2 separate regions of the Zea mays genome follow, and region 1 is linked to region 2. Evidence: chromatin contacts called from public Hi-C data. All regions are on one chromosome and are shown on one strand. Each heading gives the region's core, a stretch centred on a gene start, on an enhancer-like site or on the middle of the called end of the contact. The rest is flanking DNA. Distances are from core to core; before and after follow the strand shown. Region 1 has its middle 43 kb from the start of LOC100278661. Region 2 has its middle 7.7 kb from the start of LOC103641620.

Region 1 (6,562 bases), core at 348-2,847, 260 kb after region 2:
TAACTTAACTAAAATCAAAGATAATAGAGAAATTTAATCAATACAACAAGAGATATAATTTCTCTAGCTACAACAAGTAAACAATCTATGAGGAACAATTATGGCAATGCTAGAAATGAGAGACAATACACAAATTACTATCTACTTGCAAAGTACTCCGTAATAAGTAATGAGTGAAGAGAATGACATCGAATTTTATCCTGTGGTATCGATGATTTGTCGATCACCCCTAATACACATTGAGGTGGACTTCAAGCTCTCACTTGCTCCTCTATCAAGACCCGACTTGATCTTTGTGCCAAGTGGACAAGAAATCACTAATACCTCGATTCCACTAGCGTCGTCTTTACCGCTCCGGCGAGGTAGGCGCGAACATCTCATAATCAACACTGTGTCTCCTCCACAATCTTCACGGAGAGCTCGACGAAGACAACACATAAGTCGTCTAGGAGGCAGCAACCTCTAAGAGTAACAAGCCGATGACGCTTGTGTTAAGAATATATCATTTCTAAAAATAATTTTTAGATGGAGGGAGTAATGCATTTCAAGTGCTAACGTTCGTTCTTGGTTGCCTTTAAAAAAAGAAACATGTGGACTGTCCGGTGCGCACGACGGCAGAAACAACCAGCTAGCCCAAGCAACATACCAACATATGTTATAGACATTTTCAAGTGCTCAAGCCCCAAGTGCTTAATAAAATCACTCGTTGATTAGCGTAATTGCTTTGTGAAGTGCTTAGGTTATTAGTTAGACCGCTTATGTGCTTGCTCTAGGTAAATCCTAGTTAGTTGGGTGAGTTTAGAAAAACCCACAAAACCCCTCGGCTCTAGTGGAGCCATTGTAATTGTACTGAGTGGGGCGAGAGTCTTGCGAGACAGTGATAACCGAGTTTATGTCACGGCCGCCACCGTGTACTGAAGGGAACGAGGCCCGCGGCGTTTCGACTGGAAGGTCGATAGTGGATATGGTGGGGAGCGTCCGAGAGGAGCCAAAAACGGAGCACCACTTGCGTGTGGAGAAGACACGCGGCTCTCTACGCAGTTACTCGACCGTGGTGCTTGGTCCTCGCATGAGCTACCCTTTGCGTAGGGGCACAAATGTGGATTAGTCGGGACCTAGTGTGGTTTCAGATACCTCATAAAAATACCGGCGTCATTCACGAGAGTTTGCATCTCTACCATTGCTCTTTACCTTCTGCATTTACATTGAGTACTTAAGTTTCAACCTCTTCTTTCTAGTTAGAATATTTAGGATTAGAACTTAGGTTTTACGATAGAGATAGCAACACTTAGATAAAACATAGTTTGCACATTTTAGATTGCTTATTTGCATATGTTTTATTCTAGTGTTAATTTGTGGCCTAGTTTTCTAATTCACCTCTTTTTTAGGCGTCACCGTTTTCTACGGTTAGGAGTATGACCTTTTGCGGATGCTGGCACGTGTATATAATGCGCCATGTTGAAATATAGTTGTTCAATATTTTATGAGCTGATCTTGGGCTTTGCCGAGCTTTCATATTGAAATTCAGTTCTTCAGCTTCCTTCAAACAAGCTTGAGCCTCCATGGGCTTTGGTCGAGCCTAGTTTGTCCCCAGCCCGCCTAAGCTCAAAGGCCAACCCGTGTGGCTCACTCCGTTTGTGAATTTAGAGCTTGTTTGGCATAAAGGAGAGATATTCAGTTTTTTGGGATTCTGAAAAGAGAGATTTTACTACATTCGTAGGTACTGTAGCAAATATCTGTGCAGCTGTGCCTGTGCTTGTAGTTGTAGGTCAGTGCTTGCATGTGCTATCCTCATGCATGTTGGAGCGGTGGTGCACGAGCACGACCCTTTTTTTTTTTTTTGGTTTGTGGATCTGTTGCGGCCCGTTTATGGCAGACAGTCTCAATCTTCATGTCGAAGGTATTAATGCCTATGCATTGGTGCTGCACCAATACTGCTCTCCCAGGTCAAACCATCTTGCTACCTTGTAGTGAGATCGCACTTGGCTCCAAAAATTGACTTTTGGTATTCAAAATAATTTGGCAGCATATACAAATACATATTTAAACTCTGCTTACCTTGTTGATCCGCGTTAGATTCTTAGTGGGATGTGTGCGGTGTGCCTGTGAGCACTACGTCTTCTTGTCGGCATGGAGCCATGGACACACGAGCGTGTGCATGTCTTCGCGGCACATGTCTACCGTTACCATGCACGTACTGAATTCTCGCTCGCTATCTCTGTATATTCGAACATTTTAATATAAAAAAATTACAGTATGAGTCTCCATCCTGATTTCTCAAAGAAAAAAAATCCTGTAATATTCCTGTTTGGAGGAGTCCTAACTCCTGTTCGATAGAACTCTCCGGTTGGCTACCCCTTAGGGCCATTCGGTTGACAGGGAATAAAAGGCCGAAATTGTTCCTGTCCAGATTGCTTCTCTAATTTATATAAGTTTTGATCAACAGAAACAATTCTTGGTGTATTCATGTAGAAACGAACGGACCCTTAATAATTTCATCAGCTGTCCTATCGTTTGAATGCTACTATGCCAGATTACACTAGTGCTTGGGACTATCTATCTGCTACAAAACCTCTCAAACAAATATATTAGAAGCATAGAGCTGAACTATTTGGAGCATATATGTAAGGCAAATATAAGCTGGAACAGCACATGAACAAGGGGAAAAAAAGATACTGAATAAGATCTAGAGTGGTCATATGGGTTGACATTAGGACTATGTGGTTTGAACTAATGACACTTGTTTATTCAGGACGGCCTATAATCGATTTCCATGGACACAGTATCTTGAAGCAACTGGGTTAATGCTTAGTCTCAGTTTCTTTCAGTAGTCTACTCCTGGGTTTGTACCAGCATTAAAAAGAAGGATTAATGTGGTGCCTGCTGCACTCTCTGAGTCCACTATCTTCAAACTAATACTACTATGTCTTCACCTCCGATTTACAGATCAGTGTCACACTTACAGATACTACTTCAAATCACTGAGATCTTTGGGCAAATGTTTTAGCGATAAGTTTTTTGCTTAATGTTATCTCGGTGCGAAGTGATTAGCTGCAAATGATCCCATATCGTCTCATCGTTTCAATTGACAGATGTCTTGATAAGTGCAGTCTTATGTTTGGAGTTATTGAGCACCAGGCTGCTGCTGAAAAGGTAACTTTTGCGGTGCTTACAGAAATTATAAATTCATCAACAGTTAACACTGTTGACGCCTTTTTGGAGGCGCCAATTACTCAAGAGAACCAGCGGCGGTGCTCTCTGCACAGGGGCGGACGGTCCGGGCGCGGGGGCCGGACGGTCCGCGGCCTGGCGCGAGGCGGCGGTGCTCTCTGGTCAGGCGCGGACGGTCCGCGGCACAGGGCCGGACGGTCCGCGACCTGGTGCAGGAGCCTGGGTTCCCTGCCTGACGGCCGGACGGTCCGCGCCCTAGGGCCGGACGGTCCGCGCGTGCGCAGGGGCGGCGGAAGATCGCCGACGGCGCCTGGATCTCGCTCCCGGGAGGGACCCCGTCGGGGAGTAGAGATCCTAGGTTGTGTCTAGGCTCGGGCCGGCCGACCTAGACTCCTCTAATCGACGTAGAGTCGAAGAGAGACGAAGAATTTGAGGATCGAGAGGCTAAACCTAAACTAGACTAGAACTACTCCTAGGATAAAATGCGAAATAGAAGTTGTATTGATTCGATTGTTGATGATTACAAATCGGCCGTAGACCTCTCTATTTATATAGGAGGGGGGCTGGACCCTTTACACAACTAATTCCGAGCTAATCCCGCGAATATAGCTAACAACCGTAGCACAAAACTCGGAACCCTAATCTGTTCTGCGCACGCGCGGACAGTCCGGCCCACAGGCGCGGACCGTCCGGCCTCAGGGCCGGACAGTCCGCCGGCTCATTTCTGGTTCGAACATATGCCCCCCTGCCTTTTGGTGGAGCTGGGCGAACCAAAAGCAACTAACTCGATGTGATCACATCGGTTTTCTTAAGCATCTTGCCACATACTAGGATGGTACTGTTTGAGGAAACGCCCATTCAAAGCCTTAGGTAAATCCTTGCCTTGTAATGTTTGTAGTAAATAAGCGTTACCAGACATCACCTGTTTCACTTTATAAGGACCCTCCCAGCTTGGCGACCATTTCCCGAACTTTCGGTCTTTATTCCTTAAAGGTAGAATGGTCTTCCACACCAAGTCTCCTACTTGGAATGATTTTGCTTTGACCTTCTTGTTGTAGGCCCTGGCTACCATGATCTTGTCCTTTTCTATTGCTCCCAAAGCTATCATCCTCTTGTCGGTCACCTCATCAATATTATCCATCATTGAATTATAATAATCAGTAGCAGTTAGATCATTTTGTCTGGCAAACCTGACAGCATTCAAACTTATTTCCACAGGTAACACTGCTTCCTGCCCATAGACAAGCTCAAAAGGAGATACTTTAGTAGCACTATGTTTAGATATTCTATGAGCCCATAAAGCTTCAGACAAAATCTGATGCCAATGTTTAGGATTATCAGATACCTTCTTCTTTATCAAATTAATCAACGTCCTATTACTAGACTCGGCCTGTCCATTGGCCTGAGCATAATATGGCGACGAATTAAGCAGCTTAATTCTGTATAATTCAGCAAATTCACGTACCTCCTTTGACATAAAAGAAGTACCTTGATCTGTAGTCAAGGTCTGGGGAATGCCGAATCTATGAATAATATGCTCAGTTATGAACTCAATTACCTCCTTGTGCGTCATGTTCTTTAGAGCGACGGCTTCAGTCCATTTGGTGAAATAGTCAGTGGCAACTAACACAAACCAATGCCCCTTTGATGATGAAGGATGGATTTCTCCAATAAAGTCTAATCCCCATCCTCTGAATGGCCAAGGCTTGATGATAGGATGTAATTCGGCTGCAGGGACCAACTGTAGGTCGCCGAATTTTTGACACACTTGGCACCCCTTGTAGTATTTGAAACAATCAGCTGTCATACTAGGCCAATAAAAACCAGACCTTCGCAACAACCACTTCATCTTTGGAGCTAATTGATGGGTACCACAAATTCCTTCATGTACTTCGGCCATGGCTAATATAGCATCATCTGGGCCCAAGCACTTAAGCAGGATGTCATTGACTGTTCGGCGGTAAAGTTCATCACTCATCAAAACATACTTGAAAGCTATTCGCCGAATGTTCTTATCTGTCCTGATATTGGGATTTCGTAAATAATTAAGTATAGGTGTCCTCCAATCACTTGCATCGGCTTCATTGTTAGCCGAATTAAGGAAAAGAACATTTCTGGTAACCCCGGATGGTCCGGCGTCATCACGCGGACGGTCCGCGACCTGGGAATTTGGCTTTGTACTGGTTATCAGATTTTCAGTTTTGTGAAACTTCCCTCTCTTTATCCGATAACCAGATGCATCTTGTGCCAAATCATTAGCTCTATGATTCTCAACTCTAGAGATATGCCGAATACTGAATTCGTCAAAAGAATGGATTATGCTCCAACATTTCTCAAGGTAACTATTTAGAGTACTATCAAAACATTGATACTCTTCTAACACTTGTTGGACAACCAGCTGAGAATCACCAAATACCATCACATGTTTTACTCCCATACCATTTAAAAGTTCTAAACCGAATAGGAGGGCCTCATATTCAGCTTGATTATTAGTGCAATAAGTTTTCAATCGGCTAGAGAAGTCAAAGGAGACATTACTTGGTGAAACAAGTACAATGCCAATTCCTTTCCCTTCATTGCAAACCGATCCATCAAAATATAAAGTCCAAGGAGTAATAGTGAGGTATGACATGTCTAGCTCATGAATATCATTAACCCGATGTTCTACAATGAAATCCGCTACGACTTGGCCTTTCATAGATTTCAATGGTTCATAGGCCAAGTCATATTCTATTAGTGCATAAGCCCACTTACCAATTCTACCACTCATAATTGGGTTATGCAACATGTATTTGATCACATCGGCTTGACCAGAAACAGTGCAATGACTAGACAGTAAATAACATCTACATTTGGTGCATGCGTAAAACAAGCATAAGCATAACTTTTCAATAAAAGTGTACCTTATTTCAGCATCCACCAACCTTCGGCTTAGATATGCCACAACATGCTCCTTCCCCTCAGTTTCTTGTGTCAGAACAGCCCCAATGACCTTATCCTCAGCTGCAATGTATAATCGAAATGGCACTCCTGCTTGTGGTGCTTTTAATACGGGAGCCGAAGATAAGTATTTTTTGATGAGATCAAATGCCTCTTGCTGTTCTGCCCCCCAAGTGAATTCGACATCATTCTTAAGCCGAAGAATAGGGGTAAACGCATCAATCTTCCCGGCTAGGTTAGAAATAAATCTTCGTAAATAATTCACCTTGCCGAGGAACCTCTGTACCTCGACTTTACAGGTCGGAGGCCCCACATTCCGAATAGACTTGATTTGGTCAGGGTCTATCTCTATACCATGTTCATGTATGACAAATCCTAAAAACTTACCAGCCGACACTCCAAAAGCACATTTGCGTGGGTTCATTTTCAAACCATACTGACGCATTTTATC
Region 2 (6,458 bases), core at 2,068-4,567:
ATGCAATGATAAAGGTAGGATAGTTGAATACTATCGGAGAAGAAATTCTCCGACCGGGTGGCGGAGTGCACCCGCCCTAAGTCCTAACTTAAGTGTTTTGCTTGTTGATAGATGTAGGGATGAACACGCAAGAGTTTAGAGTGGTTCGGGCCGCCGGAGCGTAATACCCTACTCCACTATGTGTTGTATTGCTTGAGTTGTGTCTTGGATGACTTGGGTCTCAGCCTAAAGATTCAGCCTGTGTTGTAACGTCGCATGCCTCCCCTTTTATAGCTAAAGGGGGACATGTACAAGAAAACTGAGCCCCGACATGTGGGCCCAGGAACATAGCGGATGTAGCTACTAATACTTGCTGCTGGAGCGATCTTCTTGCGCCCTGACACCCAAGATCTGTATAGTCTCGGCGTGCGGGGGGGAGCTTCTCGTACAAGGGATGAGTACAGTGCGCCGCGCAGCACGGGCGCACTGTTTCGGCAACGGACTGGACAGGTGCGCCGTCTGCAGGGTGGCCCTGGCGCCGCCTGCCAGCGGAATGGACAGGACGCAATAAATGTCGTGGGAGCACATCGCCTGTCAGAAGGGTGGACAGGTGGCGTGTCCTTTCCGCAATAAATGTGGAGGCCGTGCGGCCCAGAGCCCTTACGTCATGCTCCGCCCGCTGGCCTACGTCACGGACAATAAGCCATGTGGCAACATTAGACCCTCGACCGAGTGGGGAGCGGAGGCGCTCCGGATAGAGCCTGGACATGCGTCAATACCGGACCCAGGCCTAGGCCACGACACTTCCTCTCCCGGGACCTTGTTATGGGTGGTCCGGAGCTCACTTGGTGGGGTCCGAACCTTATCCAATGGCTCCGGGCTGCTTTACTTCGAGGGTCCGGGTTGTGCGTACAGAGGTCATGTGCCTTCTGGGTCTGACGGCGTTGTCTCCGAGAACGCCACCTTAACTGCCCCATGAGATACTCCTAGGGCTGTTCTCGGCGCGGCTAAGCGTAGCCGCACAGCCATCGTGCCTTCATACCGTAGCAAGGGATACCCCTAATCCAGGGTACCGACAGATACACTTAGGGGTGGTAATGGATCACGATCTAAAGTTAGATACACTTAGAGATGGTAATGGATCACGATCTAAATATTTATAAGGGGTTGTTTGATTTCTAGAAACTAATTTTTAGTCTCTCTATTTTATTCCATTTAAAATAGAATAAAATGGAGGGACTAATTAGTCCCTAAAAACCAAATATCCCTTAAGTTAGGACTCTTAATTAATTTTAGTTTCAAAAATAAATACGAAGAGTTTGATCCTAATCCAATTTGATCTTTAAATTTTATAGTGTAAAATTTAGAACTCATTACCACGATATACTACGGATGATCATAGTTCATCACTTAATGAAGGATAATAAGGGAACTTTATGTTGTGCAATGATTAAAGGTGTTCGTCATTAACATGGGAGATCATTTTGAGTGGTATACTACTAAGTGAGGGTTGAATCTTAGTTTTTTTTAATTCTAGATTGATCTACCGTGTTTTGAGTCTATTATTCAGCAGATTGTGTATCCTTTTGAATAAGATTTCTAAATTAGTGAACATTTCAACTTCTCTATGACTCAAGAATTAAATCCATGACTCCAGTGCTAAAATGGTCGTACGAAACAAATGAATAAGAGTGGAGATACGACTTCAAAACTTATAAATCCATGACCCCAGTGCTAAAATGGTCGTACAAAAAAAGCCAACAGATTTCACCACAGGTTTCAGTCTAGTTTTGAATGATATCACAACCTCCCTTCTCCCACCCAACCTTCCTCGTCCTCTCTTCAAAGATCAAATGATGATCCGTTTAAATCCCTTCATTACAGTTGAATTAAAATATATTTAGTGCACTGAATATCAAGCTTAATTTTTTTACATCCCATGATTTTAAAAATTCTGATATAAATATATCTTAAATTTTTATATAATAGAGGATAAAAACTAATTATATACATCACTGTATTACATTTCTTTCTAATTTGCAACTTACAGTATGCTCTTTAGCTCGCTACTCAGATGCAGTTTTATCTCTGCCAACAACAATATACAAATATATACGCCATCCTACCATATTATCTTAATTGATCGATATTCCTAAATTATGATCATACAATAGATTTTAATTCAAAGGACCTGAACAGAACCTGAGCGAAAACAAAACGGTAGACCTTTTGACATCATAGCAGAGACTACAAGTTCATGAACACGGCCCGAACCGGGCGTTCCAGCTCATGAAAATTTAATTTATATAAATTAGAAAAATAATCCGGCTAGAATCATTCCTAAGCTCCAATCCCCAATCCGTGAAAACAGAACAGGACCTAAGTTTATCTCCATTAGCTTCCTCATCCCCACCTCCTATTCTAAAATTGCAGTAGTCATAGCCTTATAGTGCTGCAACCCAGAATTAGGTTGCAATCTTAACAGAAACCAGAATTAGTGAACATTGATCCACTGGAAGCAAGACATCTTAAAGGTCAAAGTTGAAAAGAAAATTGACAATCAGTAGAATTAAGACTAATGGTAAAACTGTGTACTGCAGTTTGACTGAACTAATGGAAATTCGAAATTATGGTAGAACTATCCGAGGAAACAATTCACAAATTCTTTTTTTTTAAAACATGTTCCCTTCCAAAGCTTAGACATCTCCATTTGATTTGGCAAAGAGTCGCACGAGTGATGAGCTCACAGAAGCGCTGCAGAAAACAGCTGCCACATAATGGTCATACACTACAGGGAACTCGATGCCCCGGATGAAGACACCTAGAACTGCAACAGGAAGGGAGGAAGTTCCAGAGAAAAACTCTCTGGGACCTCGTCGTTAATTTTGCATGGCTATGACTCGACACGCTCCCACATAGCAAAAGGGAGGCGATCTTAAGGGCCATGCATACAAAGCAAAGTGTTACGGTCAGTGACCAAGAAACCAAGATTGAAATACTGCATGTACTATCGCTCCGGGTTCCAAAATGCGGCACTAGACGCACGCGCTAAGCGGATGGGTAACGCTTCGCTTGGGGCACAAGCGCTAACATAGCGGCGCGGCCGCCTAGGTGGAGCAGCAGCGGCTGCTGGCTCCCGCTACCCGCCCACGGCGAGCAGTGCAGCCGCCGGGGTGCGGCGCGACGGCCCACCGGAGGCGGGAGGTGCGCACGCAGAGTCGCTGCCCTGTGTGCGGAGGACCGGAGGCGAGGTTTGCGACCCCGTGCTCAATGCGGCGGCGGAGTGGGGGAGAGAAGGTTAGGGTTGGGAAGAGGGACGCGAGGAGAGGATGCAGAAATGTGCGTGTATTTGTAGACCTGTGGAGATATGGAATGGGGCTTCATCTTAGCAGGCCTTTTCTAGAGAGATTGGGCTTGGTTTGTTGTAGGTTTCTACATGGACCCCGTAGTGGGCCTATGTAACTTCGACCGGTTCCACTGTGTTTTTCCCCCTCTTGGCTGCCACCACGATCGGTTCACTTTTGTCGGGTTTTTTTTTATAAAGTTCATATGTATTCAAACATTAACAACATAGTACATAGATTAAAGAATGAAATTCTCCGCTACATGGAAGTAGCCACCTTGCTACTGAGCGTAAGGTATAAGTGCTCCTAAAGAATGCATCTAAAGTGCCCATATGACGAGATACACTTCAACAATTTTTTGCAAAAACAAAGGTGATACAACCATTTCTTTTAACAAGCGTTGTAGCCATCAGTTGTACCACCGTTTAAAAAGGCATTCTTGCTGGCCTATTTCTAGCGCTGACAAGCTTCATCATAACCTACCTCGGTTTATCCATCACCATCAGGCATTATAGAAGAATCGATGTCCAGCTGCTGATAAATAAAACTTTAGGCACAGATTCGATGCTTGGAATTGAATTCTATTTTAATAATCATAATTTAAGCATAGATCTAATATAGTTTTATATAAAATATATTTATATACTATTGCTGGTCATAACGAGAGATATATTTATGTAGATAGATATTTATGTATTATATTTCTACTATAGAGGACGAGCCAGAGAGCATGTTATAAGTTACAAAATAGAATTATGGACTAGTGATATATAAAATCAATTTCCATCCACTAGTCCTACGAATTTAGAATAGACTTATATCTAAACTTTAGAAAGTGGTGGAAAGTCAAATTTCAAACCAAATAACCTACTATTAAATACAATTCCAATTTCTTAAAAATAAAGAAATCCAAACGCACCTCACAGAAACTATCAAAGTGGCAAGGTAGAATCTTCACATAAGCAAGTAGGTGGGATGAGCCTTACAAATGTGTCTTTACCTCGTGACCAATTATCTCCTCGCGGTAATAAAATACCCAAGGGACTATTTAAAAAACCATATTTCCTCCATTTTAATTTATAATTCGTTTAACTTTTTTACCTTAAGTTTGACATGTTTGTCTTACTAAAAATCATAATTATTATTAACTTTTACTGTGATATCGTTTAGTATATAATACTTTAGATACGGCTTTAAATTTTTTATTTTTCCATAACGAGACGGTCAAATTTGGCACATAAAGTCAAACAAATTATAAATTGGGACAGAAGGGGAAGGTGTTTCTTTCGGATAGCATATGCCCAACTATCATGAGAGAAATGAAGGTCGACTAGCCAAGATATTATCAATTTTAAGAAAACTAAATATAGCTCATGTTGACGCTATGATCTCGAGGAGGGGAGGAGTTGACGGTGGCGGCAGCAGTGCGAGGGGAGGGGTTGACGACGATGGTGGTAGCGCGAGTGAAGGGGAGGGGTGGCAGGGACACAGAGGAGGGGAAGGGGGAGGCTAGGTGCGATTTGGAGTCGTGGGGGAGGGAGAGGAACAAGGGATGATTAAAATAATATTGTCGATTGGATTTGAGTAAGGAATAGAGGGTTATCTAACGATCTGAACCGTTAGTATTGATGGTGTGTTAATCTGTGTGTAATTTGTTTGGTAGATTTAGTGGAGGTATAGGTGTACATTCGGGCCGCCCGACCCGGCCTGGCCCAAGCCCGAAAAGGCATGTATTGTTTGAATTTCGGGTCGGCCCGACCCGTTTGAATTTCGGGCCGTGCCGGGCCGGCCCATGGGCCTAGCCCTCGGCCCACGGCCCGGCCCGTAATTGCTTAAACGTGCCGGGCTCATTTCGGGCGGCCCGAAATTATAAAAGCCCGAAATTCACATTACGGCCCGAAATTCAATTTTAGGCCCGAAATTCAGTTTTTGGCCCAAAATTCACATTAGAGCCCTAAATTCAAAAAAAATAATAAAACAAATAAAAGATAAGACAAATAAATTTGAACAAAATCAAACTTAGTATTTGTATTAAAGTTACCACAGCTATGCAATGACTACCTCGTTTATAAATCATTTTGTTAGAAGGAAAAAGAGTATAATCAGCTCTATACAAAGTTCGTAAGTTCAGTTTATTGTCTAATGTTCATAACAAAAGCAAAATTACATCACACACTCTAATTCAAAGCTACAAAAAACATCTAACTAGCATTATCTCTAGCTTTGTGTTATTTATCAAGTATATGAAAGTGTGGAATAAAGTGTAGTTTTAATAAATATATGGGACTTTTCGTGCCTCTATATGGGCCATTTCGTGCCTGCCTTAAACGGGTCGTGCTCGTGCCCGCCCATGGGTCGTGACCTCGGCTCAAACCCGGCCCGATATAACGGGCCGTGCCGGCCCGGCACTAAATTATTTCGGGCCGTGCCGTGCCTGGGCCGTGCTTTTTTTCGTGCTTCGGGCCGGCCCACCAGGCCCGGCCCAAATGTACACCTATAAGTGGAGGTTATGAGAGTGTGGGGGTGATTTGGTTGAATGAGTTTTGCAAAGTTTAAACTAACAGATTATACAGTGGTATATATAATGGGCTAGGGAACATAAATTTAGAAAGATTTGCGTGTGATTTAAGTTTAGATATCAGATAGCCTTAGCACAAATGCACCTCATCCAACCAGGGTTTTTATGCCACGATATAAACTTACCTAGTTGGTTTATTATCGATGAAGCCATGGAACTAGAGATGGCAATGGGTACCCGCTACCCGAAACCCGGTGGGTTTTTGCTCTATTAGGGTATGGGTTTGGGTCAATTTCTCTACCCATGGGTTTGTTAATGGGTTCAAATGGAAACCCAACGGGTACGTGGGCATGGGTTTGTTCTTCCACTACCCATACCCAAAAACCCATGGGTTTTTAAAACCCGCCTTAAAATCAACATTTCTTATAAATATGTCTCATAATATTATTAATTGAATATGTTCTAATTGAAATAAACTTCATGTAACAAATTTTAGGCTAAAATTAGTTATCACTTGTTCCTTTTATGCTAGTGTTGGGGACTCGTTCTTAAATGCTATGAATTAAGAACAAGGCAACATAAAATGTTAAATATCAAAGCCCTTCGTCCTTTGAATC

What was found. Hi-C and Micro-C count contacts between places; a contact is called where the count stands out from the background.
Region 1: a Hi-C map of ear shows a contact between it and region 2, with 2.4 times the contacts expected there. The contact joins two enhancer-like sites. A contact is called at or near these places in 2 of 25 Hi-C or Micro-C datasets (ear and leaf).

Annotation. Positions count from the first base shown.
Region 1 is chr10:117,133,499-117,140,060 of Zm-B73-REFERENCE-NAM-5.0, forward strand. No RefSeq gene overlaps it. Among protein-coding and RNA genes, the nearest start is that of LOC100278661, 43 kb to the right of the region's middle. Within about 2 kb of position 1,598, at least 7 of the 20 cell types and tissues checked have an H3K27ac peak or open chromatin away from gene starts, as enhancers often do. A contact at or near this core is called in ear, where this site is marked.
Region 2 is chr10:116,874,869-116,881,326 of Zm-B73-REFERENCE-NAM-5.0, forward strand. No RefSeq gene overlaps it. Among protein-coding and RNA genes, the nearest start is that of LOC103641620, 7.7 kb to the right of the region's middle. Within about 2 kb of position 3,318, at least 20 of the 20 cell types and tissues checked have an H3K27ac peak or open chromatin away from gene starts, as enhancers often do. A contact at or near this core is called in ear, where this site is marked.